Regions from separate parts of the Macaca mulatta genome. Here region 1 is linked to region 2. Evidence: chromatin contacts called from public Hi-C data. All regions are on one chromosome and are shown on one strand. The core of a region is the stretch at or near the end of the contact, and the rest is flanking DNA. Distances in the headings are between cores, read along the strand shown. Region 1 holds the start of RRP1B (ribosomal RNA processing 1B). Region 2 holds the start of RRP1 (ribosomal RNA processing 1).

The links. A called contact is a pair of places that touch in the nucleus more often than the background predicts.
Region 1: a contact with region 2 is called in a Hi-C map of fetal cortex germinal zone, with 2.4 times the contacts expected there. The contact joins the promoter of RRP1B here to the promoter of RRP1 in region 2. A contact is called at or near these places in 2 of 14 Hi-C or Micro-C datasets (fetal cortex germinal zone and liver).

What each region holds. Positions count from the first base shown.
Region 1 is chr3:3,878,665-3,884,153 of T2T-MMU8v2.0, reverse strand. It overlaps RRP1B (ribosomal RNA processing 1B), which reads left to right and starts at 1,395. Exons shown (of 16, transcript XM_077995535.1): 1 at 1,395-1,625. The coding sequence starts at 1,496. It overlaps HSF2BP (heat shock transcription factor 2 binding protein), which reads right to left and starts at 1,369. Exons shown (of 8, transcript XM_077995593.1): 1 at 1,220-1,369; 2 at 1-156. The coding sequence starts at 1,366.
Region 2 is chr3:3,735,561-3,741,185 of T2T-MMU8v2.0, reverse strand. It overlaps RRP1 (ribosomal RNA processing 1), which reads left to right and starts at 2,422. Exons shown (of 13, transcript XM_077995597.1): 1 at 2,422-2,608; 2 at 4,191-4,273; 3 at 5,424-5,481. The coding sequence starts at 2,476.

The DNA of each region.
Region 1 (5,489 bases), core at 146-2,645, 140 kb before region 2:
CGTGTCCACGCCGGGGGTCGGGAACGGAGAGGCGCGAGGCTCAAACCTCGCAGAATTTGCGCAGTATTCTCGGCCGAGAGCGCGAGGAGTGGTCTTGGCGAGGTCCCACTTTGGCTCTTCTGGCTTAGCCGGGGTTTTAAACTTAGCCGGGGTTATCTGCAAAGCAGAAGGAAAGTCAGCCCCTGATGTAAGTGTCAAGTAAAATAAATCGGATGAGTCCTTTCCTGTTTGGCGAGGAATGCTACACTATGGGGGACTGTTTCAAACTGGCAGTCTTTGCTGGAAACCTCGCCTCCGCGGTTCGCCTTCCTTCGCTCGGATTCAGGCGCTTTTATGTTAAGGGTTGAATTTTTGTGTCAACAGGCACCTCGGGAGGTCGCCCACATAACTGAGCGGAGCAACTGAGATAACCCCCCGCTACGTGTGGAGTGACCTAGTCCATTAGCTTGCCCCGGCACGCCCGCTGAGTCCGCAAAATATAGGATGTTCTTGGGTTTTAGATGAACCCAAAGCTAAGATTTCTTCCCTCTCTGGAGTTAGCAAGCAGCCCGCCCTGCCCAACTCCCCTGGAAGCGCGCGTGCTCTCCAGGCTTCGGGACGCCGGCGCGGGTGCCCCAGCACTGGCACTAGGGCTCCAGAGTAAGGGGCGCGCCGACCTGCCCGAGCCTCTGCAGGCGCTGGCGGAAGGTGAGCCCTTCACCCGCTCAACAGGCCCCAGTGCCGGCCTTTCCTTCCAGTCTTAACTCCACCCGGGGACCCGGGGGCTCCACAGTTAAAAACTCCGTGCCACGGAGATCGCAGGTGAGCTGCTGGCTCAACGGGGTGTGCTAAATGGGATTAAAGATCCTAGACTGTGGCCAGGCGCGGTGGTTCAATCCCTTAATCCCAGTGCTCAGGGAGGCCGAGGCGGGAGGATTGCTTAAGCCCAGGAGTTTGAGACCAGCCTGGACAACATAGCGAGACCCCATCTCTACAAAAATAAAAAGTAGTGGGGCGTGATAGCGCGCGCCTGTAGTCTCAGCTACTTGGGTGGTCGACATGGGAGGATCGCTTGAGTCTGGGTGGTCGAGGCTGCAGTGAGCCAAGATCACCGCCAAGATCGCGCCCCTGCACTCCAGCCTGGGCGACAGAGGGAGACCCTGTCTCAAAAACAAAAAATCCTAGACCGTTTACAAACAGCCGTCCGTCTCTTCCTGGCCAAGTCCTAACCCTGGCTAACCTCGCCGTGTACAGCCTGAATTTTGGCAACCGAAAGGCAGAGCCGGCGCCACTCGCACAAGAGATGGGCCGCTCCGCCCGCTGCCAGGGCCACGGCCGCGCTCACTCCCAGAGCGCGCTGCGAGCCGCGGCGCCTTTGTGACGCCATCAACCCGCGCGCCGTCGCCGCCTTCTGTGCAGTCGAGGCCCTGGCGGACGGCTGCTGGCTGCTCCGCGGCGCTCGGCTGGCGGCAGCTGCACCGCGGGTTGCGCGGCCGGGGATGCTCCAGCGGGCGCGATGGCCCCCGCCATGCAGCCGGCCGAGATCCAGTTTGCCCAGCGGCTGGCGTCCAGCGAGAAGGGCATTCGGGACCGGGCGGTGAAGAAGCTGCGCCAGTACATCAGCGTGAAGACGCAGAGGGAGACAGGTGGGCGCACGGCGGCGGTCAGCCGCGCCACATGGCGGGCCGGGGGCCGGGGCTGGGGCCAGGGCCCTGGCACGGAACGCGGCTTCCACGTGTTGTCGTGACACCCAGCGTGTGCTTAGGTTTCCGCGCTGCCAGAACCGCTTCTTGCTGTGTCTAGTGCCTTTTTACACTTGAGGAAACGGGTTGAGGGTGTTCCGTTACTTGTGAAAGTCACAGTAAGCGGGAAAGCTGAGAAAAGACCCACATGGGTCCGATTCCCCAGCCGGCATCTCGAATCACTGGGCTGCCCTCATTTGCCCTGGTGTCCGGTCGGTGATTGCCGCCTTTCTTTGACCAGCACCTTTACGTGCCGGGGCTGGAGGAGAGAAGACAGAAGCACTACTCTCGAGGATTTGTTAGTAATAAAGCAAGGAGGCAAACAGGCAAATAAAGTAGACCTTGTGTAAGTGTAGTAAAGGAAATGAAAACCAGGTAGTAGGCCGGGCGCGGTGTCTCACGCATGTAATCCCAGCACTTTGGGAAGCCGAGGCGGGCGGATGACCGGAGGTCGGGAGTTCGAGACCAGCCTGGCCAATCCAACATGGTGAAACCCCGACTCTACTAAAAATACAAAATTAGCCGGGCATGGTGGCGCATGCCTGTAATCTCAGTACTCGAGAGGCTGAGGCAGGAGAATCGCTTGAACCTGGGAGGCGGACGTTGCGGTGAGCCGAGATCGCACGATTGCACTCCAACCTGGGCAACAAGAGCGAAACTACGTCTCAAAAAAAGAAAGAAAGAGAGAAAGAAAGAAAACCAGGTAATAGCAAGAAGTGAAGGAGGTTGCTCTTCTTGATAGACTGTTCTGGGAAGGCCTCTCGGGTGATGTTCAGCTGAAATCTGAAGAGAGATGAGCGGAAAGCGCCTATGCAGAGGCAGGAAAGAGCTTCACGTGCCCTAGGAGTGGTTTGAAAGACCAATTAAGTTGTGGGTGGGCGGGGAGAGTGTGATGAGATGAAGTTGGAGATTGTAGGCAGTGGCCAGATCACACAGGGCTTTGTAGTGTAGATTTTAACGGCACTGCTGTTGAATGATTTCATTTACCTGATCCAAGAATATTTTCTGTAAACTCTTGAGTGAGCCCATACGATATGAACTACAATGTGTGACAGAGGTTTTAAGATAAAGTTTGATTTAGTTACTGATGGTACTAATACATTTAGAATCTGCTTAAAAGAACAGATATTATCTCCCCCATTACTGACATTCTCAGTTTGTTTTAAGAAAAATCACCAGACTACCCAAAAAAAGAAAATAAACTTTCCTGGGAAGTCTGGTAGAAAAAGGAATGAAGACCAAAATTCCTGACTTTGATTCTGTTAGGGATGTCCCTAAGAGATTTTGTTTACTCTCACAGTTCCAGGTAGTCCATATATGCTGGGGGTTTCTAAACCTAAATTGTTGACCCAGCCCTTTCCTACTTGCAACTGGGATGTGCCTTGCTAGCCTGGCTTCTCTACCTGGCACCTCACACTCAGGATGCCAAAAAACGTCATATTTTCTTTCCCCGAAAGCCTGTTGTCTGCTGCTGCTCCTCTACCACCTGTTTTCTCTTCTTTTGGTTGCTAGTTCCCACCAGCCATTCGGATTCCAGCTGGACGCAGGGGATTGTCCTGGACTCCTCTGTCTTCCTCATCCTCTTCCCCTGGCCCACATCCAGTGTCCCTCAGTCCTCCCTCCTTCGCCTCCTGATGAAATAAATTCTCTGACTGTGGGCCCTTTGCATCTCACCCAAACTTCTGCACCTGCATATTCCCTAACTGGTCTCCTTAACTTCATTTGTGTCCCCCCGAATCTGTCCTCCACAGACCAGCCCAGGGTCATCTTCCTAAAACAAATCTGATCCCACATCACCAATATTTTTTGAAATTCAGTGTCTGCAAGTCATGATCTGTCCTCAGGTGCTCTTCCTCCCTAAGCCCCATGTGACTGCTTCATGTTCTGTCAACAGAACCAGTCATGGATCTTGGTGTATAGCACACAATTTCTCACCTCTCTGCCTTTGCTTCTCCTGTTCACTCTGCAAAGAATCCCACACCTTCTTCACTCCCAGCATTCAGTTCAGTATCACTTCCTTCAAAAAGCCTCCCCTAGCATCTCGCCCTACTCCTCCAGGGTCTAAAACATCCATTGTGTCTCTGTTGTAGCACTTAGCTACATTGCTGCTTAATTATCAATGTGCCATTCTACTCCCAAAACAGTGTAAGCTTCCATCTGTTTTCTTAGCCAGAAGTGGGAGTACATGCAGCCATGAAAGGTCTTGGCCTATACAAAAGTAGAAGACAAGAAGCAATACTTATGGTGCTAAAACAGCCTAGACAGAGCCTTTTGCTCAAACCCTTTGGTGAGCCAGCCCAGGATTTGCAGATGCTGAGGTTACGCAGGGGGCCTAAGACCAGTTTACACCAGTGCTCCAGAGTCCTGTCTGGTTAGTGCCTGTCACACCCAGAGTTTCTTGTCTTGTACGTCTTGTTCACCACCACATGGCATGGAGTACACTGGGCCTTCAAAAAATAACTCTGCAGCGTGAACGTCATGGACAGTGATAATGGGACAAGAAAACACACGGTCTCCGCCACAGCTATGCCCCACCACAATTAAAACACAAATTTGGAAATAACTTGGCCTGACATTTGACTCCCATTGACAGGCTCAAACTTTTTTGCATCTTGTCTTAGGCATCATAAAGGAAATCTGAGATTTCACTCTTCCTGAAACATGAGCTGTTCTGCAGCAACATAAATAGATAGCTTTGTAATTTTAAAAATAAATTGGAAATCTTTGTATTACTTTAAGTAACAGAATGTTGAGCTCATGCTTTAACTGTTCAAGTTAGGTACTCACAGTCCTAAAGTGATCACTCTCCATGGCTTTCATTCATAAGAGCTTATTTGTCCCAATTCATTCACTCATTCATATATTTAGCAAACATTTATGGAGTGCCAACCGTGTACTATTATGTACGCTACTCTTGGCACTGGGAATATAGCAGTGGACAAAACAGTCCCTGCCTATCTTACCAGTTCTGCGACTTTAAAAATAAAGAGGGAGTAAACTAAACTAAAATGGAGAGGCATCCTAAAATCAACCTGGTGACAATTTAATTTGCATCATTGCTTTCTTTTTGGCAACATACAAAATAACAGTACATCTTATGGTTAATGCTATATTCGATTCAGTAAGAAAGTGTTTTTTTGTAATGATGGGGTTAGGGTTCTCTCCGCCCAAGAGTTATAATAAATAGGAGTTGTGGATGTTCTGACCCTGGGGCGTGTTCAAGTATAACACTTTACCCCCATCTAAAATGGCTCCTGGGCTCATTACATGGTGAGAGTAGCTGTTGGATTTGCTGATTTCAAAACCTACTGATATTTCACATGTCTACATGTCTCACTTTGATGTTCACCTCATTTGTTTTGTGTGTGTTTGTTTTTTGAGAGAGAGTTTCGTGCTTTCACCCAGGCTGGAGTGCAATAGCGCGATCTCTGCTAACTACAACCTCCACCTTCCAGTTTCAAGCGATTCTCCTGCCTCACCCTCCTGAGTAGCTGGGAGCACCCACCACCACGCCTGGCTAATTTTTGTAATTTTAGTAGAGACAGGGTTTCACCATGTTGGCCAGGCTGGTCTTGAGCTCCTGACCTCGTGATCCGCCCCGCCTCTGCCTCCCAAAGTGCTGGGATTACAAGTGTGAGCCACACCGCACGCGGCCTTTGTTTTTGTTTTTTTGAGAGACAGAGACTTGCTCTGTTGCCCAGGCTGGAGTGCAGTGGCACAGCCTCGGCTCACTGCAACCTTCACCTCCCAGGTTCAAGCGATTCTCCT
Region 2 (5,625 bases), core at 1,173-3,672:
CGCGACATACCCACTGTGTGCGCACGACATACCCACTGTGCGCACGACATACCCACTCTGCGCGCGACATACCCACTGTGTGCGCGTGACATACCCACTGTGCGCACGACATACCCACTGTGTGCGACATACCCACTGTGCGTGTGCAATATACCCACTGTGCACGAGACATACCCACTGTGTGAGATATACCCACTGTGCGAGATATACCCACTGTGCGTGAGACATACCCACTGTCTGTGCGACATACCCACTGCGTGCAAGATATACACGCTGTGCGTGACATGCCCGCTGTGCGCGACATACCTGCTGTGTGCGAGACATATGCACTGTGTGCAGGACATACCCGCTGTGTGAGATATACCCACTGTGCGAGATATACCCACTGTGCGTGACATACGCGTTGTGTGCGAGATATACCCACTGTGCGTGAGACATACCCACTGTCTGTGCGACATACCCACTGTGTGCAAGATATACACGCTGTGCGTGACATGCCCGCTGTGCGCGACATACCTGCTGTGTGCGAGACATATCCACTGTGTGAGATATATCCACTGTGCGAGATATACCCACTGTGCGAGATATACCCACTGTGCGAGATATACCCACTGTGCGTGACATACGCGCTGTGTGTGAGATATACCCGCTGTGTGTGTAACATACCCACTGTGTGCGTGACATACCCGCTGTGTGCGAGACATACTCACTGTGTGAGTGCAGGGCCTTTTCTCATTCGTGCTTGTCCCCCAGAAAGTCATGTCTGCTGGAACCTCAGAATGTGACCTTAATTTGGAAAACGGGTCTTTCCAGACATGGTTAGTTGACATGAGGCCATGTTACATTAAGGCAGGCCTCAGTCCACTGACTGGTGTCCTCATAAGAAGAGGAGAGGCTGACCAGACGCAGTTGCTCACGCCTGTAATCCCAGCACTTTGGGGAGACTGAGGCAGGCAGATCTCTTGAGGTCAGGAGTTCGAGATCAGCCTGGCCAACATGGTGAAACCCCATCTCTACTAAAAATACAAAAATCAGCCAGAAATTGCTTGAATCCTGGAGGTAGAGGTTGCAGTGAGCCGAGATCATGCCACTGCACTCCAGCCTGGGCAACAGAGCGAAACTGTCTCAACAACAACAACAACAACAACAACAACAAAGGAAAAAAAGGAGAGGCCACAGAGACGGGAAGAACTCTTGTGAAGACAGACACAGGGAGGGGGCCACGAGAAGATGGAGACAGAGTCTGGGGAGATGAGGCCGGGGAGCACTGAGACCCGCCAGAAGCTGGAGGCGGCAGGAAGGACCCTCCCCTGGAGCCTTCAGAGGGAACATGTTTCTGCCGACACCTTGGTCTCGGCCTTCTGGCCTCCAGAGCTGTGAGAGAATAAACTTCCGTCATTTAAAGCCACAGGAAATGGACACGTGTTCCTTGTATGTCGCACAGTATATATTTTCTTTTTTTCAGGTGGGGAGACAAGGTCTTGCCCTGTTGCTTAGGCTAGAGTGCAATGGCATGATCTCAGCTCACTGCAGCCTGGAGCTCCCAGCCTAAAGCAATCCTCCCACCTCAGTCCCCATCCCCTCCCACCCAGTAGCTGGGACTACAGGCACACACCCACCAAACTCGGCTACTTTTTGTATTTTTTTTGGAGAGACAGGGTTTCGCCATGTTGTCCAGGCCAATATATATTTTCCAGCACAGAAACAAAATTCTGTGCTGGAAAAGACCTGCATTCCTGCCTGTAGACTCCACGATTGTTAACAGTTTGCCTTGGTTGCTTATCTGCATACACCTATGTGCGTGTAGTGATTTACTTTTTTGCAGAATGAACTGCAGACATCATGACACGTCACCTTTACCAAAGAATTCAACAGTTATTTCTAAAATTAAATAAAATTCTTCTGCTTCAGGGGATGGCAAACTATCGTCCTAGGCCAAATCCAGCCACCCCCTGGGTTTAAAAGTAAAGTTTCGAGCCGAGAGTGGTGGCGCCTCTGGTCCCAGCTCCACCGGAGGCTGAGGCTGGAGGATCCCTGGAGCCCGCGAGGCAGAGGCTGTCGTAAGCCGAGATCGCGCCACTGCACTCCAGCCTGGGCGACAGAGCGAGATCCTGTCTCAGGAAAAAAATACAAGTGGGCTTATGAATAAAATAAGATTAAAAAACAACAAATCTTTGCCTCACAACCCCGGCCAGCCGCAGCCCCAGCGAGGCGCAGGCGCAGGCGCGCGCTCGACGGCTCCGCGCGTGCGCACAGGCAGGGAGCGCGCGCCCCCTCTGCAGTCTTAGGCCTCCGGGGGCTGCAGTTGCGCGGCTCGGCCACTGCGCGGCGGTGACGTGCGCCTGGGCGGTGTCACGGGCTGTGACGTCACGCCGCGCGCCGGGGCCAGGAGGAGGCGGGAGAGGGCGGCGCGTGCTCCGTGTGCTGGATTCCAGGAGACCCCGAGACAGGGGCGTCTCGGCGGCCGCCGCCGTCATGGTTTCGCGCTTGCAGCTCCCGCCTGAAATCCAGCTGGCTCAGCGTCTGGCGGGGAATGAGCAGGTGACCCGGGACCGGGCGGTGAGGAAGCTCCGGAAATACATCGTCGCCAGGACTCAGCGGGCCGCAGGTTGGTGGGGGTGTGGGCGGCTGGCGTCTCGGGGGCCGGCTGGGCTGGGGCGGGTGTGGGCGGCGGCGGCCGGGGCTGGGGGCCCTCGGAGTCCTATGGAACCTCCACGTGGCCGGGCCAGGCAGGCGGAGCCCATGGGCCTGTTCCTGCTGCTACCGGTCCGCGGTCCCCGTGGCCGCTTTCCCTCGTGGTGCGGTGACTTCTGTTCCCTCTGCGAGGACGCTCCTTCCCAGCCCCCAACTCCTTTCCTAGCTCAGACGTCCCCTCCCTCAAGTAGACCATGTACTCCTGCTGCCCTGCTGTTTAGGCACCCAGTATTTTTCCCTCGTGGTAGCATTTCCCACTGTTAGCAGTTTTCTGTTTGCGTAATTATTGGATTGTTTTCCGATTTCCACTCAGGGTATCTCTCTGAGGGCCGAGAATCTACTTGTTCGTTGTACCTGGTGGTTCTCCGAGCGTGGTCCCCCATCAGCAGTAGCATCCCCTGGACATGTGTTAGAAATGCAGATTCTATGCCGTGCGCAGTGGCCCAAGCCAGTAATCCCAGCTACTCGGGATGCCGAGGTGGGAGGATCGCAGGAGCCCAGGAATCCAGCCTGGGCAACAGAGCAAGAATGCGTTTTCATTACAAAAGAAAAGAAAGAAATGCAAGTTGTAGGGTCCCAGCCCCGCCAAATCAGGTCTAGCATGTGCTTTATGAAGCTGTTCGGCTGATACTGCTCCCCACACTCAGCTTGAGAACCACTGCTACAGGAACAGCTTGCCAGACATAGGACTTAAGTGAATGTCAACGGAGTAATGTTTTAAATTAAACTTTTTAAAAAATTTTTCTGAGTGAGACAGACCTCACTGTCATCCAGGGTGGAGGAGTGCATTGGCACTATTATGGCTCACTGCAGCCTCTACCTCCCAGGCTCCAGTGAGCCTCCCATCTCAGCCTCCCCAGTAACTGGGACTACGGGGGGCGCTGTGCCACCAGGCCAGCTAAATTTAGTATTTTTTGTACAAATTGGGGTATTCCTGTGTTGCCCAGGCTGGTCTTGAACTCCTGGCTTCAAGTGATCCCGCCTCAGCACTCAATTCCAAAGTGTTGGGAGTACAGGCATGAGCCACTGCACCTGGCCTGAGTAATCTGTTTCTCTCCCTAGCTAGTCTGAATGCCTGAGTTCACTTTCTTCTTTTTAATATTTGAGAAGTGCAGAAAAGTGCAGAAACACTCATTGTAATGCTGGATGAATTATCGCCAACAGATTAACCTGTGTGGCCACTGATCAGCTTAGGAAACAGTGGAGGTTCGCAGTTTTGAATTTCCAAAATGGAGTACGGTGCCTGATACCTTGTAGATTCTCAGTTTTACTGAGTGCACGAAGTGGCAGTTACCTGGAGGAGCCGCACAGCCACAGGCACAGCAGGTTCTGGGTTAGAAGGATTGTTTGAAGGGGAGGGCCAGATTTTGCCCCCCAGTTGCCTTTACAGTAAGTGGGACTTTGGTCTCATTCAGGCAGTCACGTTTCTGTGGCTTCCTTCCTGGCACTCGAAGGTGCGGGGTTCATTTGATCCAAATGTTGCTGTTTTGCTGCAGGTGGTTTTACTCACGACGAGCTGCTGAAGGTGTGGAAAGGACTGTTCTATTGCATGTGGATGCAGGACAAGCCGCTCCTCCAGGTGAGTAGAGTGAGCAGCAGAGAAGGTGCAGAAGCAGCGGGGGAGGATGGATGGGCATCTGGTCGACCCAGTTTTTTTTTTTCTTTTTTTTTTTAAGACGGAGTTTCGCTCTTGTTGCCCAGGCTGGAGTGCACTGGTGCAATCTCAGCTCACTGCAACCTCCGCCTTCCAGTTTCAAGCAGTTCTCCTGCCTCAGCCTCCCGAGTAGCTGGGATTACAGGCGCCCGCCACCACGCCCCGTTAATTTTTTGTATTTTTAGTAGAGGTGGAGTTTCATCATGTTGGCCAGGCTGGTCTTGAACTTCTGACCTCGTGATCCGTCCGCCTCAGCCTCCCAAAGTGCTGGGATTACAGGTGTGAGCCGCCGCGCCCGGCCTAGTCCTCCCAGTTTTAATATGGCCAGAGACCGTGGGGAGGTCGTATAGCCTTGATGCTTGGTTCTGCATGGCTGGTGGGTGTGGGCCTTTGGTTCGGTGAGTCTTACACTTGCCGAGGTCGTTGATGTGATTGACTGAGTCGTGCACCATAGCCGCACTGGCATATGGGTGAAAACTGGGTTTTGTGTTTGTCCTGGGTTGCAAACAAGTGCTGAAATAGTGGAAACCAAGGGGCAGAATTCAAGTCTCCTGAGACAAGGACTTCTCCCGCTAGCCTTTTTCAAACATTGTTTCTCAAATTGTGAATTTTGTGCTCTCCTTCAGAATCTCATGGGTGGTGAGGATACTTAGTTAAATTCAAGGGGAGGCTATGAAATGTCTCTTAGCAAGTGCCCTGGGCGATGCGTGGCGCAGTGATGTAGGCAGATAGCGAATGATCTATGGGGTCTCGCAGCCCTCCTCCTCCTGATGGTTAGGGGGCTGTGAGTCCCAAGGCTCCCTTCTGCTCTCCCACGTCCCTCTTTAACCATGACTCTGTGGCTTTAGCACAGCCCCTGTGAGGAGGGCAGTGCCTGCCATGGTTGTGTGAGAGGCTGTTGACCCCAGATGTAGAGGGGTGTTTTGCAGCAAGGGTGAAACCTCCAGTCCACTGAGCTGAGACCCCCTGGAAGCCGACTCTCTGTGATGAGTGAGTGAGTGGGTGGTTGTGTGTGTGTCATTGTGAGAGCCTGGTGCTTTAGGGGCTGAGGGCGTTTTTGTTGTTTCCTGCACAGGAAGAATTAGGAAGGACCATTTCCCAGCTCGTTCATGCTTTTCAGACCACGGAGGCGCGTGAGTATGCTCTGCCATAGTTGGGTACATTTGTAGACGTCAGAACCTCTGAGCATCAGAGCCACCAGACACAGGAGGGTTTGTGTTCTCAAATCAGAGTAAGGAATGCCTAAGAGCGAGAGCGCACCAGCTGGTGTCTGTGGG